Regions from separate parts of the Sus scrofa genome. Here region 2 is linked to region 1. Evidence: chromatin contacts called from public promoter capture Hi-C data. All regions are on one chromosome and are shown on one strand. The core of a region is the stretch at or near the end of the contact, and the rest is flanking DNA. Distances in the headings are between cores, read along the strand shown. Region 1 holds the start of ATR (serine/threonine-protein kinase ATR). Region 2 holds the start of PAQR9 (progestin and adipoQ receptor family member 9).

Region 1 (6,388 bases), core at 1,948-4,447:
AGACAGAGTTACTGAGGAGGAGAGTTGTAGTGCAGTGGAAACTAATCCAACTAGTATCCATGAGGATGCAGGTTTGATCCCTGGCTTTGCTCAGTGGGTCCAGGAACCTGTGTTGCCGTGAGCTGTAGTGTAGGTCGCATATGCAGTACAGATCCTGCGTTGCTGTGGCTAAGGCGCAGGCCAGCAGCTGTAGCTTCGATTTGACCCCTAGCCTGGAACCTCCATATGCCATGGATGTGGTCTTAAAACGCAAAATAAATAAATAAATAAGGAAAGAGGACAATCGATGTAGCCTGAAAGCACATATGGAGCCAAGAATGACTCCTAGATTTCTAGTTTAGAAAAACGAGTGAACATGGTATCATTTACTGAGATATCTCCCTACTTCAGTGAACGAGAGGTATTTAAACAAAACAAAACTTTGGGAGGTTAGAACATACAGAGAATTTGTATTGGATATATTGAGTCTTAAATGCATGTAGGACACCCAGGGAACAACTAATGGGGTTATCAGAACAACTGCAGTATGTGGTTGGATATAGTTTTGTAGGAAATAGATATGGGAGACATGCATTTAGAGTCATCAAATAGCAGATGGTAGTTGACAGCAGGAAAATAGATGAGATCAAACAGAAAGACTATAGAGAAAAGAGTGCTAATAGGAGTTCCCGTTGTGGCCCAGCAGGTTAAGAACACAACATATTGTCTATGAGAATGCAGGTTCAATCCCTGGCCTCATGCAGTGGGTTAAGGATCTGGTGTAACTGCAAGCTGCAACATAAGTTACAGATGCCGCTTAGATCCAGTGTTGCTGCAGCTGTGGTGCAGGCCTGGGAACTTCCATGTCCCACAGTGCAATCATGAAAAAAAAAAAAAAAAAAAAAAAAAGGGAGTGCTAACAGCAGAAAACATTGGAACAAAACTTATCCCTGAGAGACAGAGGAAAAGGAGGCCATACATTTAAACAGTAACATCTTACTTTTTTCAGAAATCTAATTGCCACGGTCACTTAAGAAAAAGAAAAAAAAATTAAGGAGAAAAAGACTTGATGGCTTGAATTTGAAATCTAGCTCTAATAATTGCTATCCTTTTGACTTTGTGACTCTGTTTCTTAATAAACAGTGATAATATTTGGTCCATTCTATATCATGGAGATACTATGTGAATGAATAAGCTGCAATGAAAAAGTCATGACAATTAAAAACTACTATTAGGTAATTCTCCATGGGTAAGTGTTTTTGCTTTTGTTTTTGTTTTTGTCTTTTTTGTCTTTTTTAGGGCCACACCCACAGCATATGGAGGTTCCCAGCCTAGGGGTCTAATCAGAGCTGTAGCTGCCAGCCTACACCACAGCCACAGCAACGCCAGATCTGAGCTGCATCTGCGACCTTCACCACAGCTCACGGCAATGCCGGATCCTTAACCCATTAGGCGAGGCCAGGGATTGAACCTCATGGTTCCTAGTCGGATTCATTTCTTCTGCACCAGGACAGGAACTCCTAAGTTTTTTTTTTTATTATTCCTTCTCTTAAAATGGCTACAAATGAATCAAAGGTAACATAAGCTCTGTTGATGAAAGAGACTATAAATAAATCCAAGATAGTATTATTTTTATCAACAAGTATCATACTGGAAGAGAGAAAAGGGAAGAGAAGTATTAATCAGCAAATTCTATATTAAAGCAGGGGGAAGGGGGAAACACCCTGAGCTTTACATGGAGCCTGAAAGATGAAATAGGTACATCAACTTCCTGTGTGAACACCTGCCTTCATCTTCTTAAGAAAGGTAAATGTTACTTTACAAAATGTTTACCCAAGTATGATTGCAACACTCATGCCAAGGGGGAAAAAATCATACACACAAAAAGAGGATGATTCAGTTAAGACAAGCATGGTGCTGTTATTTATAACCTCTTATGTATGTAACTGAGGAAGACTAAATGTCAGTGTCTTGGTATGGCTAACAAGTGGAGAGGGACACAACTGCACTGCACAAAGAAAGGAAATTAAATATCCCATGGGCTTAAAATCAGTTGTGGCTGTGTGCTAAGTTTTCAAACAATTTAAGAAATTGGAAAGCAACTATTCCAATTGACAGTTCAAATGCAGTAGTGGTACAAGCCCACTTTTCTATTCACAGTAGGTTACCAAAAAAAAAAAAAAAAAAATTGAACAAACACCCTGCCTAGGCCTGGTTGAGGAAAGGTTGTAGGTGTGTTGAAGGACAGCAGACATCAACATCTCTCCCTTCTGTTGCGGCAGGAAACTGGTTTACATGATTCTATTCTCAGGTTTACAGGGGAAAAAAAAAAAAAAAGCTATGCAAATGGAACATTAAATTATCTTCAAATTTTGGCTTCATTCTTGCACATTTATATTTTGCAGACGTTGTGGTCGATTCCTGGGATTTCTGATTGAACTAACGAATTGGGGACTGGATGATCAACATGAAAAGGGTCCCATCTCCAGAATGGCCTATGGTTTCACTTCTAAGAAAGACACAAACTGCTTTTTCGAGCAACTGGCCTTCCTTGCATAAAATCTGAACAAATGACTTTTCATCCGAGGGCAGTTTGGGGTCAAAACATAGAAGACAACAGAAACTGAGACAAATCCACAGGTCAAGTACTCCATCAAGGAAAGAGGCTTTTGAGAAGCAAAGCAGTGAGTGTAGGGAAGTGATCAGAAAGTTACCATCCGGCGGGACCCTTCTTTCCCGCCGCAGAGGCAATCCCCTGGGGGTGCTGGTGGGGGAGGAGCTTCAGGGCGCCGCTGAGGTAAAGTGGGACCTGCAGACGGCCCTCCCCTCGGACCCGCATCTGGCGGGTCTGCGGCGAAGCCCCCAGTCCTTTTAACCGCCTCTCTGTAGGAGAAGCGCTCTAATCAGCCACGGAGTGTCTCCACAAGGGCCCGGGTTGAGGGGATCGGAACTAGGACGCGCGCGGCTGGGGAGGGAGAGCACGTGAGATGCCGGCCTGGCCCTACCTGCCCAGCTCCCGCAGGGCCGGGATCATAGACGCCAACTCCAGACCATGCTCGCCCATGCTGAGGACGTGCACCACCGGTCAACTACACCCAGGCGGGCTCCTGGCGTCTCCACAGCCACCTCCGATGAGAAAGCGCGGCGCCCGACGGTGCCTCGCGGGGCCCAAAACTCCTCCCGGAAGCCGTGCGGGCCCGCTCGCCAGGTCCTAGTTCTTTTCTGCGTAGGACCCGGGGGAGGCCGGGAGGCCGAAGTGGGTGGGGAGAGTGGGCGGGGCAAGGGACGCGGCGCGGCGGAGGGTCAAGTTTCCCCAGTTGGGTTCGCTCTGAGATAGGCAGCTTGGTAAGTGGCCAGGCAAAAATCGTGAGAGTTTTGGTTTTTAGTTGCTCTGCTCTGTCACTCCCAAGCTTGGGAGGCTCAGAGAACCCAGACCCCGGGTCCTGGGAGGAAAGGGGCGTGGCGGGCACTAGCCCAGAATCCCTCTCATGACAAATGTGAAAAATGAGACAATTCAGCATCTAGAGCCCCAAGATCAGATCCAGGTCTCCCCAAAGACGCCCCCAGGTTCTTCATTTTCTTACTGTTCTCTTGACGGGTGTCTGAGAGGTATGGCGCAAAAGGTGGGCTCCTCCTTGTCCCAGCGGATATTTTTTCCCCTCAAATTGAAGTCTGCATTAGGTTTCCTTGAGGATACTCTCAAGTTTTTTCCTTTCTTTTCTTTTTTTTTTTTTTTTTTTTTTTTTGGTATGGCCGCAACCGCGACAGACGGAAGTCCCCTAACCAGGGGTCAGATCCGAACGCAGCTGCAGCATCGTTGGATCCTTTAACCCTCTGTGGCAGGCTGGTGACTGAACTCTCGCCTCCATAGTGACCGGAGCTACTGCATTCGGATTCTCAACCCATTGTGCCACAGCGGGAACTTATCAACCTTTAATATTTAAGAAGAGGGTTAAATTGTGTTTATTTGTGGCTCATCAAGTGAGCGACAGTATTGTGTGTATTTATGTCACCTTTACCTTTGGCGTCTATTACCTGTGATTTAATTTTTAAGTAAATCAGTGGATTTTGGCTGTAGACATTTTGTAGCTCAACCTAGTTTTTTTTATACGAAAAATGGTCATCATAAGAGGCTGTTAACATGTCAAAGTTATGTTTAATCAGGCAAGGCCAGGCAGTGTATTTACCTTTGTTCCCTAACACAGGAGAATAATTGTTACACAGTATCTTAAGAAAAAAAAAAAAAAAGGAGGGAGTTTCTGTTGTGGCTCAGGGGTAGCAAACCCTGCTAGTGTCCATGAGCACCCAGTGGGTTAAGAATCCCTGGCTTCACTCAGTGGGTTAAGAATCCCGTGTTGGCGCAAGCTGAGGTGTAGATGGCATACGCCTCTTGGATCTGACCTAGCTGTGGTGGAGGCCAGCAGCATATGGAGGTCTGACTTGACCCCTAGGCTGGGAACCTCCATATGCCCTGGATGTGGCCCTAAAAAGACAAAAAAAAAAAAAAAAAGAAGCGGAGTGACAGCCAAATAGGCTCCTGTCTCAGGGATTTCGCGTTTGCTAAACCCTCTGCCTTGACCTTAAATATCCCTCTTAAATACCCTTCTTTCATCACTTCTCTTCAGATGTTTGCTGAAATGTCACCAGAAAGCCTCATATGGACTAGCACACTTGCACTCATACTCTCTCCCCCTCCATCCTTGCTTTATTTTCCTTCATAGCACATAGAATCAAGTTATATATTAAATACTATTTTTTTGACTGTCTCTTCCAATTAGAATATAAGCTCCTTGAGAGCGGGATTTTGCTTAGATACCTGGGACCTAAAAGAGTGCTTGGGATATAGTTGGTATGTAGTAATTATTTGTTAAATACCAGAATGCTATAGTGGGTGTTAGAGCACCAGGGAAAGAAAGACGGTTGACTGAAGCAGTGACATTTCAAACAAGATTTATTGACCAGCAGAGTGGTTGGGAGCACTGAGCAAGAGGAACTCAGAGCTGCCCGCTGTTGGGAGAAATTCAGGTTTTATAGGCTGGGGGTTTTGTGCTGAGTTCTGTAGGTCCAGGATGGTGGTTGAGATCAATGTATAAAAATTTAACTTTCTCGAAGTCCTCGTTGTGGCGCAGTGGAAATGAATCTGACTGGGAACCATGAGGTTGTGGGTTTGATCCCTGGCCTCGCTCAGTGGGTTAAGGATCTGTTGTTGCCGTGAGCTGGCCTGCATTGCTGTGGCTGGGGTGTCAGCCGGTGTCTACAGCTCTGATTGGACCCCTAGCCTGGAAACACCATATGCTGTGCATGCTACCCTAAAAAGACCAAAAAAAAAAAAAATTAATTTTCTCTTTGGGCTGTCTTTGTCCTTGGGAAGTCAACCGCTTCATGGGCTTGGTTTTTCCACTTGTGGCGGTCCAGTGAAGTGGAGGCTGCAGGTCTGAGTCTGGGTGGGTCAATGAGTCATGCAGACTTACTCTTTTTTAGGTCTTCATTTTAGTTTCTACCTAAGAGTGGGCAGATCATGTGATTTTGAGTTGAGCCCCTATGCAAGTTCTCACTCCATCTGCTGGAAACTATAAAGTTGGTTGAGTTACTTAACCTCTTTGTACTAAAATTTTTCATCTATAAAATGAGATTATTAATATCTACTGCATAATGTTATAGTAAAGATAAAATAAGAGGTGGTAGTGTCCTACAGTGGAATATCATTTCGTAGTTAAAATGAATGAAGTGTGAATTCTGAAAACAGTGTTGAGTGAAAAAAAGCAAAAGACAAAAGGATACATAACAGTATCAAGGCACTTACATACCTTTTGAACTCACAAAATAAGGCTTTGTGTGAGTGAATTGTGTATACATATATATATGATAAAAAAAATTTTTCTTAATGGTTGGAAAGGCTATACATCAACTCCAGGAGAGTTGTACCTCTGGAGAAGGAGAGAAGGGATGTAATAATAAGTTTTCAATATATCTGTGAAGATTTTCTTTTAATTGGATTGGATTAATCATGACAAATTTAACGTTTACTATGTTTGGGTGACCTGCTGATATCTCTCTAATTCTTCCGTTCAGATCTCTCTCAGATTTATATTTCATATGTCTACCTTTCTACTGCATTTTTTTCCTTGAGTTTTTTCCCAGGCATTTTATTTTTAACTTTTTGTTATGGACACTTTCAAATATATATGAAAAATAGAATAGGAGTTCCCTGGTGGTGCAGCAGGTTAAGGATCTCGAGTTGTCACTGCTGTGCCTCCAGTTAACTGCTGTGGAACTTCTGCATAGCCTGGGTGTAGCCAAAAAAAAAAAAAAAGTAGAGAGAGTAGACTAAGTAAACCCCCCCACCTATGCCCATCATCCAACTTGAACAACTATTTACATGCATATGGCCAGTCTTCCTTTCATCTAC
Region 2 (6,388 bases), core at 2,562-5,061, 380 kb after region 1:
CCTTGAATACATGTACCGAATTAAGTTATGGCTAAGGAATAACATCCGTGGTGGGCACAAGTCTCAGACTCTGTAACCTCACAGGAATCTCCTTGCACTTGGCCAAAGATGAGACACTGACACCCATCAGCAAACGTGCAAAGTGTATTTATGATCCCATTACGAGCTCCTAAGTTAAATATAGTCATCTATAAAGTTAACTTCTGACTGCAAATGAACACACAAGGATACTGGTTGCTCCAGGGAATTGTGCCCAGCCTCTCTGTTTACAAATACAGTAGCAATTAAAAGCATAAATAAAAATGGCAAGCTTGGCAGGAGCACCGGCCTACCAGTGCTGAGGTAAGTGTTCATCTATCTCCTGTGCTTGATCTAAATTATACCATGAAGTCAAAACTTACCAATTCAATGACTTATTTGGCTCTTAACCAAAAGGACTTTTCAGGAGGTGTGATAAGTATTCAAATAAGCCACCTGTATTAATCTAGAGTAGCCCTCTGAGGTCCACGACCACGTTTATGAGAAATGTATGTAACACTGGCCAATGTGGTTGTCAGAGAGGATCTCAGGAGCGTGTTCCCTAATTTGTCAATGACTTAGGGTGACCGCCATTCATCTCCATGGTCTGGATCCAAGTGAGACTTCAGTGCTTGACCAGACAAAGGTAATCCTACTTAACTCAATATTTTCAGTTACAACTCAAGTATTATACTCTTTCATCATATAACTGCCTTTTTAAAAATTCTTGAATATAACAATTTTAATTTCAAGCAAGGCTAGAGACCATCAGTCCAGAACATAGTCCTCTCGCTTTCCCCATGGCTGCACTAGGAACCACAGCCACATTAGTGGGTTGCTTTCTCCTTATAGAGATGCCAAATGCTCTGCCTGTCCTGGAAAGCCACTTCCAATCCTACCAAAAACTTACAACCAACACCATCTTCCTTCCCTTCTGGGTGGAAGGAATGTTAAACCTTGATTTGCAATAAGGTAAGAAAAGTTTACTCCTACTGCTCTCCCCATGCAAGAAACTATTGTTTGAGGACCAGTCATTTGGACATTGCTTCAAAAGGCACATTTATCCCAGTGGCAATGTAAATCAGTAGAGAAGGAAATAAGATTGAAAACAAAACAAAAAATAGAATGGGTTTTGTGGAATACATTAAAGTAAATAGAAAACCCGGGATCTAAACAAACCACTTAGCTTCACCTAATAGTTTAACCAGAGTCCCTAAGGTAGAACAATTCACAGTTGTAGCATGACACACACAGGCCTTCAAAAAATACTGTTTAAAAAAGCAGCCGAGAACTCTCAAGCAGCTTGCCCTGGTGTCCAGTTCAAGTGTATGCAATGCAGAAGGGCTGCAAAATTCAAAACTACATGACAAAGATAAATCAGTGCAGATCACAGGCTTTGATAAATTATGAGAAATCACTATATATATTACTATTTAAATAACATCTGAGAAACATTTTGAAATAATTAACGTGAGTTCACATTCCATGCATTTTCTAGCAGGTTAAGCCCTGGGTTTCTGTCTCTGTGCTCCTTTCCTACAACGTTCTATTCTTTAAATCCATGCATTCCTCAGACTGAAATGGAAGTACTCAGGGATTTTGTCTACTTACCCTCTTTACTGCATGCCTGATCTCACAAGGGCTACTTGTTATTACCTCTGGCAGAGAAGACGATTGGAAAATCGAACTGTTAGAGGTTTTATTGGGGGTTTTATTCGCTGCCTTAGAAAAATCCTTGGATGTCACAGACACCACTTGAATTTTTTCCCAGGATCAAGGACCAGTGGCCTTCTGCCTCCTGCTTGCCCCATCTCCCTCTTCCAAAGCCCCAAGTGCATTGAGACGCCCCCACCCCCGTCGCATTGGACTTTTTCTCTGTTGTTTTGCAGCACCCTCCTCGAGCAAAGAAGAAAACACAACAAAACTTGAAAACAAACCAACAACAGCAACAACAGAAACTCCATACAAAAAAGTGGGCGAGCTGGCAGCCTCCTCCAAGGCAGAGGCTCACTTTTTACTGCAGAATTCCGAGTTGTTTAGGAACTTCTTGATGACCAGCCCCAGACAGATGACCAGCAACAGCATGTAGCCCACAGTGCCACAGAAAGTGGGCGCATCGGGTGGCGCCTTGAGGAACTGGCGCAGGCCCTCCTCCACGTAGTACACCTGATCGTAGATGCTAAGGAAAGTGAAGATGTGGAAGAGCTGGTGGCTGTGGCCAATGATGTCGAAGAGGCCCGGCTGGATGCGCTCGGGTATCTTGCTCACGTTGAAGAAGGCAGCCACGACCAGCCAGAAGTAGCGGCGGTAGAAGTGTACAAAGAGCGTGGGGTTCTCGCCACGGAGGTCAAAGAGCCAACTCTCGAGCATGATGGGGCAGGCCATGCTGAGCGGCATGACGAAGACAAAGGTGCGCAGCGCGAATGGGTAAGAGCACCAGTCAGTGCGGCTCTTGCAGCAGGCCACGGTGCAGGCCACGGCCAGTACGAAGGCCACAGGCAGCACAAGGGCGCGGTAGGCAGCGATGAGGCCTGTGCAGTCCACGTGCCAGCCCAGGCGCTGCTGCACATACGGGGTCATCACCCTGGCGTCCAACAAGCTCAGGCCCGGCAACAGGTAGTAGTAGTAGGCCACAGTACTGCCGAAGCCATAGTAGCTGATGGACGCGTAATCCAGGTAGAAGAAGGCGGCGCGCAGGCGTAGCGACAGGCAGCTGAACACATGCGCCGTGCAGCTCATGGCGAAGGTCAGCAGCACGCCCGACGCGTAGCACCACAGCGGCAGCAGCCATGGGTGGTGGAAGGGCACATCGCGGCCACTTAGAAAGAACAGGCGGCAGAACTTGCTCAAAAACAGCAGCAGCGGGATGAAGTGCGTCCAGAAGTTGAGCGTCTCGTTGGTAGGCTTCAGCACCGAGGCTAGGCACTCCTGCGCGGTGCATGGCAGCCGCCGGTAGCCGGACAGGATGAAGCACTCCACGAAGTCGTCGGGCACCTCGTCCCAGCGCAGCAGCGGCTTGGCGGATGCCGCAGGGTCTCCGGAGGCCGAGGGGTGGGAGCGAGAGGCGGCCTCTGAAGCCGCCGCGGTCATGCCAGGCGGGCCTTTTGTGCCCGCGCTCCGGGGCTGCAGGCGCCGCGGCATGGTGCCCGGGGCTTGGCTAGGGCGCGCACAGGCGACCTCTGGCGCCGGCACCAGCGCGCTCGCCAGTCCCCGCCGGCCGCCGTCGGAGCCTTTGTGCACGCGCCGGGGGCGTCGCTGCAGGTTCCAGAAAAGACCTGAGCCTCTGAGCAGCCGTTCCTAAAATATAAATAAATAAAAATAACCATCAATTTCGAAGTCGCGCAGCGACCAGCAGGAGCGCGCGGGGCTCGTCGGCCCCTTCACCAGGCTCCCTGCTACCGGCTCGCGGCCGCTCGCGCTGCGGCAGCGGCGGCGGCGCGGCTGACTGCGGCGGCGGCGCTGCTGCGGTGACTGGGCATCGCGCGGTGCGGGCGCAGCCGCCGCCGCCGCCCCCGGCGCGGGAGGCGGGGATGTGGGAGCGGAGGCGCTTGGAGGGAGGGAGGGACAGGCGCACCCGGGCCTCCCTGGCTAGTATTTCGCGGCCGCCTCGGGCAATAGAGTTGTCCCCCGTCTCGAGTTCCGTACCATCCCCCTTTCTCGGGTCGCAGAAGCCCGAGTTGGCCCGTTAATGATTGATGCGAGGGCCGAAGGCTGCGCCAGCGACTCGGCAGCCCGCGTCGAGGGCGAGGGTCGGCGCCGGGATTCGAAACCCGACAGCCACGCGGGCGTTCGAAAGGACACAGGGGAGCCGCGTTCGCGGGGGGCGGGGAGCTGTGGCGGGGTGGGGGGAGGGGAGGGCGGCGGGAGTGCTGAAGCCGGGGCAGAGCGAAGAGATGCTCTGACAGTAATCTCCGGAGGGGGCGGAGGCGCTCCGGAAACCGAGGGGCTTTGAGGCCGTGTCTGGACCAGGGCCGTGTCATTGTCATATACCTGGGACTGCTGTTCTCTTTCCGTGTGTGTGTGTGCGCGCGCGCGCGCGCCCGCGCGGTACTCACTCTCGGCACCATATCAAGCTTTAGTTTATCTCCTTTCGTCTAGCGGACTTATTCAGGTGCGTCACTAACCTCCTTTCGTCGTTGTCGTGGCCAAAAAAATGGTCCTCTAAACTGGCCTGGGGTCGCACTCACCAGCCTTCGGGGGCTGAAGCTCACCCATACTACCGTTTTTGTGTCTTTAACTAGGACTCTTGTTTGGAGCCCAAGAGTCCTACAACTCAGGGCGGGCTGCTCAAACTCCATGTTTTAATGAAAAATTTCAGATGAAGACTAGGCGATTTAGAAAGCTTGCTCGGAGGAATTTATTAAGAAGGGATTCCCAAGCAGAGCTGTGCCCGAGTCAAGGGCTGATTCTAAGTGGAGGGCGTTGATAAGGGAGGACTTCAGGGAGGAGGTGCATTTTAGCGCGAATTGAAAAGAGAACGGAGACGAAGTCGTATAGACTGGGAGGAGTGGCTTGGAAAAAAATCTTATGCATAATTAAGCAGAAGTACCTGGCAGGCTAAGTTGGGTGGCTCAAGGCCAGAAAACAGACAGACTGAAGAATGGAAAATGGTTGTGATACACTGCGCTGTGAATATATGCCCTAGAGCTTTGTGAAAAGAGGGGCTGAAAAACCTGCCTCCTGTAAAATGTTTACCATTTCACAGAAAGTTTCTCTAAGTGCTACCCTGGGTGTGTGACTGAGTCTGACTAACATCACTGCTCTGCAGTATAGTGTCAGGTAGACAATAGCTAACTCTTAAGGAACCCGGCACTGTTCTAAGTGCTTTACAGTTTTCAATTCTTTTAGGTATTATTTTCCGATCTTGCAGATAAGGAAGTGAAGGCACCAAGATGGTAAATACCCCATTGGTAGAAGGGGGGATTTGAACCCAGCAAGCTCCTTCTAGACCTCATGTACTTAAAGCTGAACATCCATCAACCTGCTTTGCTCAAAGGAAACTTTGAGGAAGCATAGTCTGATTTAGGAAAAGGCTTTCAATTTCATTTTATAAATGAAAGGCTACCTTCATCACTACAACAAATCCTACAAGTAGGTCAAGGAAGATTTACTTAGTGGTGGCTCAGGACTTAGTTATGGATAAGAGTTATTTATAACTAAGAAATCATTCAGTATTGTAAATATCTAAAATGACTTAAGGATACTAGAAACAGTCCCTTTAGAAGTTTTAGCTTTCTCTTTCAAAAAAAATATTTTCCGTTAGTAACCAACTTAGCAAACTGTTACACAATTAGGCCAAAGTTACACCTTTCTGAACACAAATTCCTGATTAATGAATTTTCAATAAATGAGATTTTACTGTAGTTACTTAATTAGTATTTTGTTTTAGTCTTTTGTTTTGCACTGTCTATAGCCTTGTTTTAAAGCAAAACCTAATTTCCTTTCACATCTGGACTTAGGATCCAGGCTAATTTGTAAAAGGGTTAAGATTCAGGCAGTTGTAAATCAAGCCTAAGAATGATAAAACTGAATCCGGGGCAGGCCAGAATAAAATTTTTTTCATATTCTCTGTTACTCCACGAACAACCTGAGCCGTAAAAAAAAAAAAGTTGATCTTATAATAATTCCCATCTTTACCAACCTCTTAGCTGCAAAATCGGCTCCCTTACATAATTGGGGAGAATATAATAGGAAGTTCACATCAAATGAAATAATGGAATTGACTGTAAATTAATGTGAAAAACCTCTGGTTAGATAGAATAACTTTTATCTTTATGGCTAAGAGGGCTGAGCCTGGCTGTAATAAAAGATGGTAGTCTTTAAAACATTCGGTATTTTATAAAGTCAGAAAATGTCTGTAACATTCTCATAAGTCTTTGAGAAAGTCTTTGTGATTTCTGCTTTTCTCTTTTCTCATGCGTCTCTTACCCCACATGAGGCACAAAATCAGCTGCTGTCATGAAGTGGTGTTCCTGAAAGCTCTCTGGTGCTGACCAAGACAGGTGTCCTGGTTATACCTTGACAAAGCCAAGTAAAAAGGAACTAAGGAAATAGCATTATTCACCTAATTAATTAAAAAAAAACCCAAGCTAGCAATACGATGTTTCCTTTATTACTACCAATCTTTAGAATTAATTTTTCTTTACGGTTTTTGAGATATAAAGCTGTTCCCCAAAACCCCCACAGGCTGGGTTTTGTCATTTATTTTAATGCCAGTAAACTCACTGCCTCTTGTCAGTGAGAACCATGGTCACGTCCCCTGGGCTTGGCTAAACAGAGAGAAGCAGTGGTCTGGCTGCTATTCCCTGAAGGTGCACTGGGAGATAAGGCATCTCTAAGGTAACCAGAACTGACTACCAAGTTCTTGACC

What was found. Promoter capture Hi-C pulls out the DNA fragments that hold promoters and counts their contacts.
Region 2: a promoter capture Hi-C map of fetal skeletal muscle shows a contact between it and region 1, with 5 times the contacts expected there. The contact joins the promoter of PAQR9 here to the promoter of ATR in region 1. A contact is called at or near these places in 2 of 5 promoter capture datasets (fetal liver and fetal skeletal muscle) and 1 of 2 datasets of contacts at active chromatin or transcription factors (skeletal muscle).

Annotation. Positions count from the first base shown.
Region 1 is chr13:83,286,789-83,293,176 of Sscrofa11.1, forward strand. ATR (serine/threonine-protein kinase ATR) reads right to left here and starts at 3,198. Exons shown (of 47, transcript XM_021069571.1): 1 at 2,985-3,198. The coding sequence starts at 3,043. LOC110256309 (a long non-coding RNA gene) reads left to right here and starts at 3,229. Exons shown (of 2, transcript XR_002337705.1): 1 at 3,229-3,324; 2 at 3,748-4,227.
Region 2 is chr13:83,665,711-83,672,098 of Sscrofa11.1, forward strand. PAQR9 (progestin and adipoQ receptor family member 9) reads right to left here and starts at 3,812. Exons shown (of 2, transcript XM_021069578.1): 1 at 3,593-3,812; 2 at 1-3,315. The coding sequence starts at 3,159. The coding sequence ends at 2,026.